Linked DNA regions of Mus musculus: region 1 is linked to region 2. The links are chromatin contacts, called in public Hi-C maps. All regions are on one chromosome and are shown on one strand. The core of a region is the stretch at or near the end of the contact, and the rest is flanking DNA. Distances in the headings are between cores, read along the strand shown.

Evidence for each region. A called contact is a pair of places that touch in the nucleus more often than the background predicts.
Region 1: a contact with region 2 is called in a Hi-C map of bone marrow-derived macrophages, with 155 read pairs. The contact joins two enhancer-like sites. A contact is called at or near these places in 3 of 15 datasets of contacts at CTCF or cohesin (the NIH/3T3 cell line and embryonic stem cells), 76 of 484 Hi-C or Micro-C datasets (B cells, B-cell progenitors, the BV-2 cell line and 49 more), 37 of 115 datasets of contacts at active chromatin or transcription factors (the 230-238 cell line, CD8 T cells, the HPC-7 cell line and 22 more) and 1 of 9 other capture datasets (bone marrow-derived macrophages).

The regions. Positions count from the first base shown.
Region 1 is chr17:29,477,183-29,481,807 of GRCm38.p6, reverse strand. All of the region lies in intron 1 of Gm26885 (predicted gene, 26885), which reads left to right. Among named protein-coding and RNA genes, the nearest start is that of Gm41558, 4.1 kb to the left of the region's middle. Within about 2 kb of position 3,332, at least 35 of the 459 cell types and tissues checked have an H3K27ac peak or open chromatin away from gene starts, as enhancers often do. A contact at or near this core is called in Kupffer cells, bone marrow-derived dendritic cells, bone marrow-derived macrophages and 3 more, where this site is marked.
Region 2 is chr17:29,439,872-29,444,095 of GRCm38.p6, reverse strand. The region is part of intron 2 of Gm36199 (a long non-coding RNA gene); the gene reads right to left. Among named protein-coding and RNA genes, the nearest start is that of Gm36486, 4.4 kb to the right of the region's middle. Within about 2 kb of position 1,870, at least 70 of the 459 cell types and tissues checked have an H3K27ac peak or open chromatin away from gene starts, as enhancers often do. A contact at or near this core is called in Kupffer cells, bone marrow-derived dendritic cells, bone marrow-derived macrophages and 3 more, where this site is marked.

The DNA.
Region 1 (4,625 bases), core at 2,083-4,582, 36 kb before region 2:
ATGATGCAGTTGGCAAAGTGGTGTCGAAGCAAGAATGAGAGCCTGAGTTCTGTACCATGAGAACATTACATAAAAGCTGGGTGCAGGCCTGGTGCTTATAATTCCAGCACCAAGATGTGTGTGTGTGTGTGTGTGTGGCCTCCACATGTAGGGTAGGTGCACACACAGGCACATGTATGTAAATATAAATAACCAATTAGTAAATAGGAAAAAGCCAGCAAGCATCACTAGAGGTGGCACACACCTACTAGCAGCTGTTAGGAAGGCTGAGGCAGGCCTGTTGTGTATGTAGAGCCCATGAGCAGCTCAGATGCTTTCCTCTCTCTCTAATGTATGCATAAAGGTCAAAGGGCAGCTTGCAGAAGGTCAGCTCTCTCCTTCCACCACACAGGTCCTGGGGTCTAAGCTGAGGCTGGTGGGCATGGCGGTAGGACTTTTACCCGCTGAACTGTGTTGCCAACTCTAAAAAAAGAATCAAATGTGATCTGAGGCCACACACACGAGACGATGTGGTTGCTCCCTGGCTCTCCCTCTGTCCCAGTCACCGTCTTGATAAATTATAATGAAAAGACAGATGGCTGTTTGCTTTTCCACAACACAGCCACAACATACGTGCCTCACTGGTACAAACGTAATTGATCAGTCTCATAAAAAGACAAACGTCGAGGCAGAGGTGGCCAGGACGATTCTAACCCCATGGACTCCGATGACTGAAAAAGGAAGGAAGTGAGGACAAGGCAGGAAGACCTCTGATCGGAGGCCACATTGAACTATATATTGATATTCTATCTCAAAAAAGTAAAATAAAACAAGCAAATTCCGGGGCTGGGTGTGTAGCTTGGTGAGAGATCTTGCCTAGTTCACTTCTTGGCACCAAAAACAAATTTTTGAAGCAAAATTTTGCCTTCTTCAAGAAGGTGCTTCGCCAGATGTGAAGGCTCTTACGTTCGATCCCAGCACTCCGGAGGCAGAGGCAGGTGAATCTGAGTTCAATAGCCTGGTCTACAAACAAGAGAGAGAGAGAGAGAGAGAGAGACAGACAGACAGACAGAGACAGAGACAGAGACAGAGACAGAGACAGAGACAGAGACAGACAGAGAAAGAGAGAGATTTGCATTGATTTCCAGATTCCAGCCTGGGGGCCGATCTCAGTGGCAGAGAGCTCTTCCATAACATTTCCAAAGTCCTGGATTCTTTCCCCAACACTAGAAATAAATAGCTATAAATAAATGAATAAAAAGATAACCAGTTTCCTAAAGCAGAGGCCCAGTGAAGAAGGTGTGAGGTGTGATCCAATGAAGAATAATATCTATGCCAGGCAGGGTGGAACCTGAGTGTCACCCCAGGCCTCAGAGGTGGAGGCAGGAGAAGTGGGGGTTAAGATTATCTTTGGCTAGCTGAACAGCAGTGGTGCACGCCTTTAAGCCCAGCACTTGGGGGACAGAGGCAGGCAGATTTCTGAGTTCCAGGCCAGCCTGGTCTACAAAGTGAGTTCCAGGACAGCCAGGGCTACACAGAGAAACCTTGTCTCGAAAACAAACAAATAAAGACAATTTAAAAAAAAAGATTATCTAGGGCTACAAAGGGAGTTCAACCACAGCCTGAACAACATGAGACCCTGTCTTACCATTGCAAACAAATAAAACACATAAAATCTAGCTTTTCGGAGGGTGAGCAGTTGAAACAGGGTTTCACCTGATTCCTAGCTGGCCTGGGGGTCACTATGTAGACCAGGCTGAGCTTGAAGCTACTGCATGCAGGCCTCCTTCCTTAGCCTCCCCTGTCACTGTCATTGGATTACAGGTATACATGGCTGTGTCCAACTGCTATCTAATATTAGCTGTGTGTTAATTAATCCTTTTCTACGGCACATATGGCACATACATATTCATGTATATCCATATGGCCCATATGTGCATATTTTTCTCTAATTCTCTTAATTGCTAGCATACCTAGAAAATGAAATAACTTGCCCAAGGACCACAGGTGACTTAGATGCAAGCCATCATTCATTCCTGGGAGATGCCTGGGGTGTTGCTGTCTGTTAGAAAGCACACTCAGGTCACAGACAGTAAAGGCCCATCTTCAAGAGAACCAGGACGTGGGATAACAGGCAGACTGTTGTGCCCAGGAGAAATGGCACCTGAGCATCACAGGAAGCCAGGGCTGAGATCTGCCTCCATGATGAAGCACTAATAGAGCATAGGGCAGGCTGATACACTGGTCCTGGACTAGGCATAGGATGGAATGCCTTTAATCCCAGCAGAGAGAGGCATAGACTCTTAGATCTCTGTGAGTTCAAGGCCATCCTAGTCTACATAGGAGTTCCAGGACAGTCAGGTCTACACAGTGAGACCCTTTTGTCTAAGAAGGTGAGAAGAAGGAGGAGGGGGGAGGAGGAGGAGGGGAGGGAGGGTGAACAGCAGCAGTAGCAGAAGAGGAGGAGGAAGAAGAAGGGGAGGGGAGGAAGAGGAGAAGATAGGGAGAAAGGGAGAAAAGGAGGGAGGAGGAGGGGAGAGGAAGAGAGGAGGGAGAGGTAAAGGAGAAGAGGAGGACAGGAGGGAGGGAAGAAAGGAAAGGAGAGGAGAGGAGAGGAGAGGGGAGGGGAGGGGAGGAGAGGGGAGGAGAGGGGAGGAGAGGGGAGGAAAGGGGAGGAGAGGGGAGGAAAGGGAAGAAGAAAGAAAGGAAGGAAGAAAGGAAGGAAGGAAGAGAAGAAAGGAGAAAAGAAAAGAAAGAAAAAAGCCGGGCAGTGGTGGTGCACGCCTTTAATCCCAGCACTCGGGAGGCAGAGGCAGGCTGATTTCTGAGTTCGAGGCCACCCTGGTCTACAAAGTGAGTTCCAGGACAGCCAGGGCTACACAGAGAAACCCTGTCTCGGAAAAAAAAAAAAAAGAAAAAAGAAAGAAAGAAAGAAAGAAAGAAAGAAAGAAAGAGAGTGAACGAGTGAACATTGTCCCGGGAAGTTTATCTGCTGTGAGCAGCAGCTGATGCACAGACTCATAACTAACTAAAGTCTGGAAATAAGTGAATGTTGAATGCTCAGCCTGAAACCAGAAGTCTATATTAAGCCCCGCCCGTAACCCCCACCCCTGACCAGCGCGCAGCACCCAGAGGGCACTTGGGAAGCATATGATTAGGATAGATTGTGTTTGCGTGTATGAAATTGTCACAGGACAAATAAAAGATATTTGCCTCAAGTCTTTAATCCCAACACCGAGGAAGCAGAGGCAGGAGGATCTCTGTGAGTTTGAAGCCTGCCTGGTGTATTTAGTGAATTGGAGGCTAGCCAGAGCTACACTGTGAGACCTTGTCTCAACAAATGTGACTCTCCCAGGTCATGCCCTAGTACTGACTAATCTTGACAAAATGAGGAAGTAACTAATAGGAATGGCTGCAACGTTCAAGACACTGCCCAAAATTCTGGGAAGCAGAAAAGAATGGAGAAGAAACAAAGACATGGTCCTTGCCTCTGTTTAATGGTCATTTATTTTACGTGTATACACACATAGGCATTTATGATCCACACACACAAAGATTGAAAGCTGTGATGATATTTAAAGAGCTGCCCATCTGGGCTAGGAGATAACTCAGTGTCTAGAAAGGGCAGGGGAGCTGAGTTCAAATCTACACACAGCTGGGCAAGGGAGTAATGTCAGCAATGCTTCCATGGAGAGATGGGAGCTGAGACAGGAGAATCTCGGACATGGCTGCTGAGAGCAAACAAAAGAAAGACCCTCACTCTGGGTGGGGGGTAAGCACCCAGGCCACATCTGAAGTTGTCCTCTGATTTCCACAAGCACACCATGGCCCATTCACACCCAGGCCTTCATGAAGATGCCTGTGGATGCACACACACATACTCACACTCACGCATAGGAACACACACACACACTCACACTCTGCTCTATAGACGACTGACACCAAGTCACAGAGACACGGCTGACGTGTCAAAATTCTATGGCAGCTAGGACGTACCCAGGCTGCTTCAGTGCTCACGGAGACACCACTACTAGTAAGGACAGGCTCTACTTGGCAAGGGGGCAAGCTGATGGTCCAGGCAATGTAGGCACTTTCCGGTAACCTGTTTACAAGTTGGCCCACTATGATAACCAGAACTTTTTCTGGGGAATTTTCAGGTGTGTGGGGACTTTCCAGTCCTCTCTCAGAACAGATATGGAAAATGGCCTTTCTCTGCTTTGCGCACCTGTCCGTTCGGCTTCGCCCCAGTCACGGGTTCGCAAGGGGAAGCTTCTGAAAGTGTGTGGTCCTCCCGAGCCCCAGCACCTGCAAGCCGATCAGAAATGCAAATTTGGGCCATTCCAGACCCACAGCATCAGAAACTGAGAAAGACAGGGAGGATGTCAACCATCTGCTTGCGTTTTTGTTGTTGTTGTTGCTTTTTTTTTTTTTTTTGGTTTTCTGAGACAGGGTTTCTCTGTGTAGCCCTGGCTGTCCTGGAACTCACTTTGTAGACCAGGCTGGCCTCAAACTCAGAAATCCGCCTGCCTCTGCCTCCCAAGTACTGGGGTCAAAGGTGTGCGCCACCACTGCCTGGCAGTTGTTGTTGCTGCTTTTTATTTGTTTGGACTGGCATCCAGTTTACAATCTTCCTGCCTCAGGCTCCT
Region 2 (4,224 bases), core at 621-3,120:
GGCAGATGATAAAACTCTGCTACTTGCTTTTCCGAAGAAGTCGCCCCTGTCTGTTTCTGTTCCCCATTACAGCTGATTCCAAGCACTGCAATGTCTCTGATTTCTTGGAACCCTCACATCACCCCTGAGGTAGGTGGAGTAGTTTATTATCAAGGCTCTTGCAGCCGGACTGAGGCCTCCACGCATGTGACTGGCTTGGGTCACAAGGCTAATAAGAAGTTGATCTGCTCTCCTCACCCAAGTGGACTTGCCAGGTCTCAGCTGCCAGCTGCTGATAGAACCCTTGGGACTCCCAGAGAAGACAGGCAAGGGGGCCTGAAATAGTCCCAACCACCAATGATGGAGTCCCAGCTGTAGAATCAGAGGCCACTTGCCTAATGGTCTCTTCGCTTCTGATTTCTTTTCTCTCTCTCTCTCTCTCTCTCTCTCTCTCTCTCTCTCTCTTTTTCCACGTGGTTGCTGGGATTTGAACTCAGGACCTTCGGAAGAGCAATCGGTGCTCTTAACCACTAAGCCATCTCTACAGCCCCCCCCTTTTTAAGATTTATTTATTTATTATATGTGAGTACACTATAGCTGTCTTCAGACACTCCAGAAGAGGGTGTCAGATCTTATTATGGACGGTTGTGAGCCACCATGTGGTTTCTGGGATTTGAACTCAGGACCTTTGGAAGAGCAGTCTTAACCACTGAGCCATCTCTCCAGCCCCCCCCCCCCTTCTGATTTCTCACCCATAAAATGAGCCAGAAAATAGTGCCTCTGCAGAAGGGGAGATGGGGCACTGGGAACTGGAACTCATGGACTGGAGAGCATGCTGATTCTCCAGTTAGCAATGAGATACCATGGAGGAAGCCGGCCATGGTGTCTGAGGTCTTGCCAGACATCAATGGAGACCGTCTCTCGAAGGCCCAACTCAAAGCAGAAAGAACCTCTAACAACAAGGTCTATTCTTTCACTGTGGATGGATGCTCCATTCTTTTTTTGTTTGTTTGTTTGGTTAGTTTTTCCAGACAGGGTTTCTCTGTGTAGCTCTGGCTGTCCTGGAACTCACTCTGTAGACCAGGCTGGCCTCGAACTCAGAGATACCCTTTGATCTTCCTGCCTCCATCCCTGCAAGCTTGGAGCACGGGGATGTAGCGGCACACCGTGCTTATGTGCAGATGGAACCTGGGCCTTTGAGCATTCTAAGCAAGCACTGTACCAACTGAGGCACATCCACAGGTCCATCTGTCTTTGTTTCTTTCTATCTCTCCCCACCCCCCACCCCTCAGTCCCTAAGATTTGTGTGTGTGTGTGTGTGTGTGGTTTTTTAGCGACAGGGTTTCTCTGTATAGCCCTGGCTGTCCTGGAACTCACTTTGCAGACCAGGCTGTGCTCGAACTCAGAAATCCGCCTGCCTCTGCCTCCCGAGTGCTGGGGTTAAAGGCGTGCGCCACCACGCCCGGCTAGTACCTAAGATATTACCCAGAGCCTTGCATAGCCTAAGAAGGCAGCCTACCACAGACCTGTATCCCAAGCCCCAGACCGTGACTTTTCAAAGTGCCTCCTTCACTGCTCACCTCAGGAGAGCCTGATGTTAGCTGTAAGGAAAATGGAACCCAGCCAAGGATGCTGGAACCTGCCTGTAATCCCAACACTCAAAAGAGTTCAAAGCAGAAGGTTTCTCAATCAGAGGTCAGTCTGGGCTAAGTACCAAGGCCGGAGCCTGATTCCTCCAGGACTGCTCTGAGGCAGAAGACACTGTCATAAAGACCAGAGTGTCCCAAGGGTTTAGCCGAAGCCTGACTAGAACTCCTGATGCTCCTGTCCTTTGTTCCCTAGGGCAAGGCGTGATAAGCATGATAGGCGCTCACTCCAGCCTGGCTTCCCCCTTTACTTTCGGTTCTGTGTTACTGGAAATCCTGGCTCCACTGTGAGGCTTTCCTCTTCTGCCTCCGGAGGAGGCTGCCGGATGTGCTAAAGCCCAATCAAGATGCTGCAAGCTCAGAATTGCCTTCAAGAACAAACTGGAGTGCTGGGGGGTTAGGGATGGAGTTCAACTCTGGAATGCTTGCCTACCTTGTCCAGGAATGGGGTGGGAGAAAAAAAATCCAAGCAATGGGGACCCCAGCCCACCCAGCCTCCTAAACAAGATGAACGCCTTGATTGGAGGTTCAGCATGTACCTAGCTAACTCTGGCCCAGTCTTCATCCCTAGGGCAACCTCAAAAAGAGGCCTGGGAGTTAGGAATGGCAAAGCGGGGGAAGGGGCCCCTCAGTTGCCCAAGACCAGGTAAGTGCTGACACCCACAGCAAGGGAGGGTTCAAAGGTCAAAGGGTGCTGTTCTCCGGGGATTCTGGCATACACTCAGCTCCTGAAGATCTCTGGACACCTTGGCTAAGCCAGGGTGTGCCTCAGCTTCCTCATTTATAACAGGAAAAGAGATTAGATAATGTCTCTCTGCTATCCTCCTGATGACTTCTAAGGCATTGGCTTGAGGACAATTGTGGCCCACGAACACATTTTTCTTCCAGCCTCTTGAAGACAGGGTCTCTCCTTGTAGCTCTGGTTGGTAAAGAACTGAAATTCACTAAGGCCTCAGCCTCCAGGATACAGGGCTTACAGACCCATGCCTACCATACCAGGTTCTTACAGAAAGGTTTATTTTATTTTATTTTATTTTATTTTATTTTAAGACAGGGTTTTTCTGTGTAGCCCTGGATGTCCCAAAACTTACTTTGTAGACCAGGTTGGCCTGAAACTCACAGACCTGCCTGCCTCTGCCTCCCCAGTGCTGGAATTAAAAATGTGTGTCACTCCGGTCCAGCTTGGAATTTGTACTAAAGCTTTGTCATAGTTGTGCCTGCCTTTAATCCTAACACTCTTCCACTGCAGAGGCAGAGTCCATGAGTTCAAGGCCAGCCTGCTCTGCATAGCTACATAGCTCTGCTCTTCCAGCCACACAGCACACAGTTCACTGTCACCAAAGAACAAGAACAAGAGAAAGAAAAAGTACAGAAATCTGACTAGTGTCACCAGAGATGCAGCTAGGACGGTGAGAGTGCTTTCCTAAGGTGCAGGAAGCCCAGGACACCTGTGACCACAGCACTCAGGCTAGTCAGCACTTGGGGAGAACTGAATGAATGGATGAACAAATGAATTGGTGGATGAATGAATGAAAGCAAAGAAGGGCTCCTTCTGCATTCACTTACAAGGCAGTAATGGTGACCTGTACCACTAAAGAGCTGGTCTGCCTTACTCTCTGTGGCCACATCTTTCTCTCTGCAGCAGGGAAGAAGATATTCATCTGTCCCTTTGGAAGCCCTGTTATTTGAAAGGAAGGAGGCTGGCTTCCTGACAAAATGTGACCCAGAGGACCACCTCCAACCCCACTTCCCATTGGGAGCAGTGGGAGAGAGAGAGAGCACACCAGCAAGGGCTATCATAGGGATACTTCCTGTTTTCCTCTCCTGAAAGTATTCTGGATGGATAAAACTGGGGGATCAAAGAGACTGCCTGCCTCTGGGGCCTGGGGAAAGGCAGGATGGCTTTTAACCCTCTGCTGTCTCCCATGTATGAGTTGTACAGACAGCCAGGCTCCAGTTGCCCCTGCTGGATTTTATATGCAGCTGGGAATTGAACCCAGGTCTTCCTGAACACTTGGCAAGCACTCTAAGGACTGAACTACATCCCCATCCTAGATTTGAACCTCTTGAGCCATGATGGGGTTCCCAGTGTCACTAAGGATAATGTCCCCCAAGTGCTGACATAATGAAGCACCACACACTGGATGCTAAGCAAGCACGTGGGTGTGACTTCTCCACCTCAGACCAGGAATGCTAGGATTGTGCTGGTAAAATAGCCTCCCACAGCCTTAGAACTGGTGGGTGTGAGTAAGGCCTGGGCTTAGAACCCAGTAGGCTGGCAACTGGCACTAGAGTGCCCTTTGGAGACCTGCCGTCCTGTCTGCGGTATATGAGTGACTCAACTCTGGCAGTTCCAACAGAGGCAATTTATCTCTGGGCGTGGCTAAGTGGCCTCTGATGGGCAGCTCTGTTTATGCCTTATTGAACCTGACCATTCTAGAGCAGAGGTGAGGGAGCCCAGCTCAAAGGCCTAGAAGACCAGAACAGGGTTGTAGTTGCTATAGGAATAACTTTGGCTGTCCTTTCTGGATGCTGCTAGCTCCTGCCTCTTTCCCATTTCCAGAATAGACGCAACTTATGTCCCAGGGTTTATGTGGAG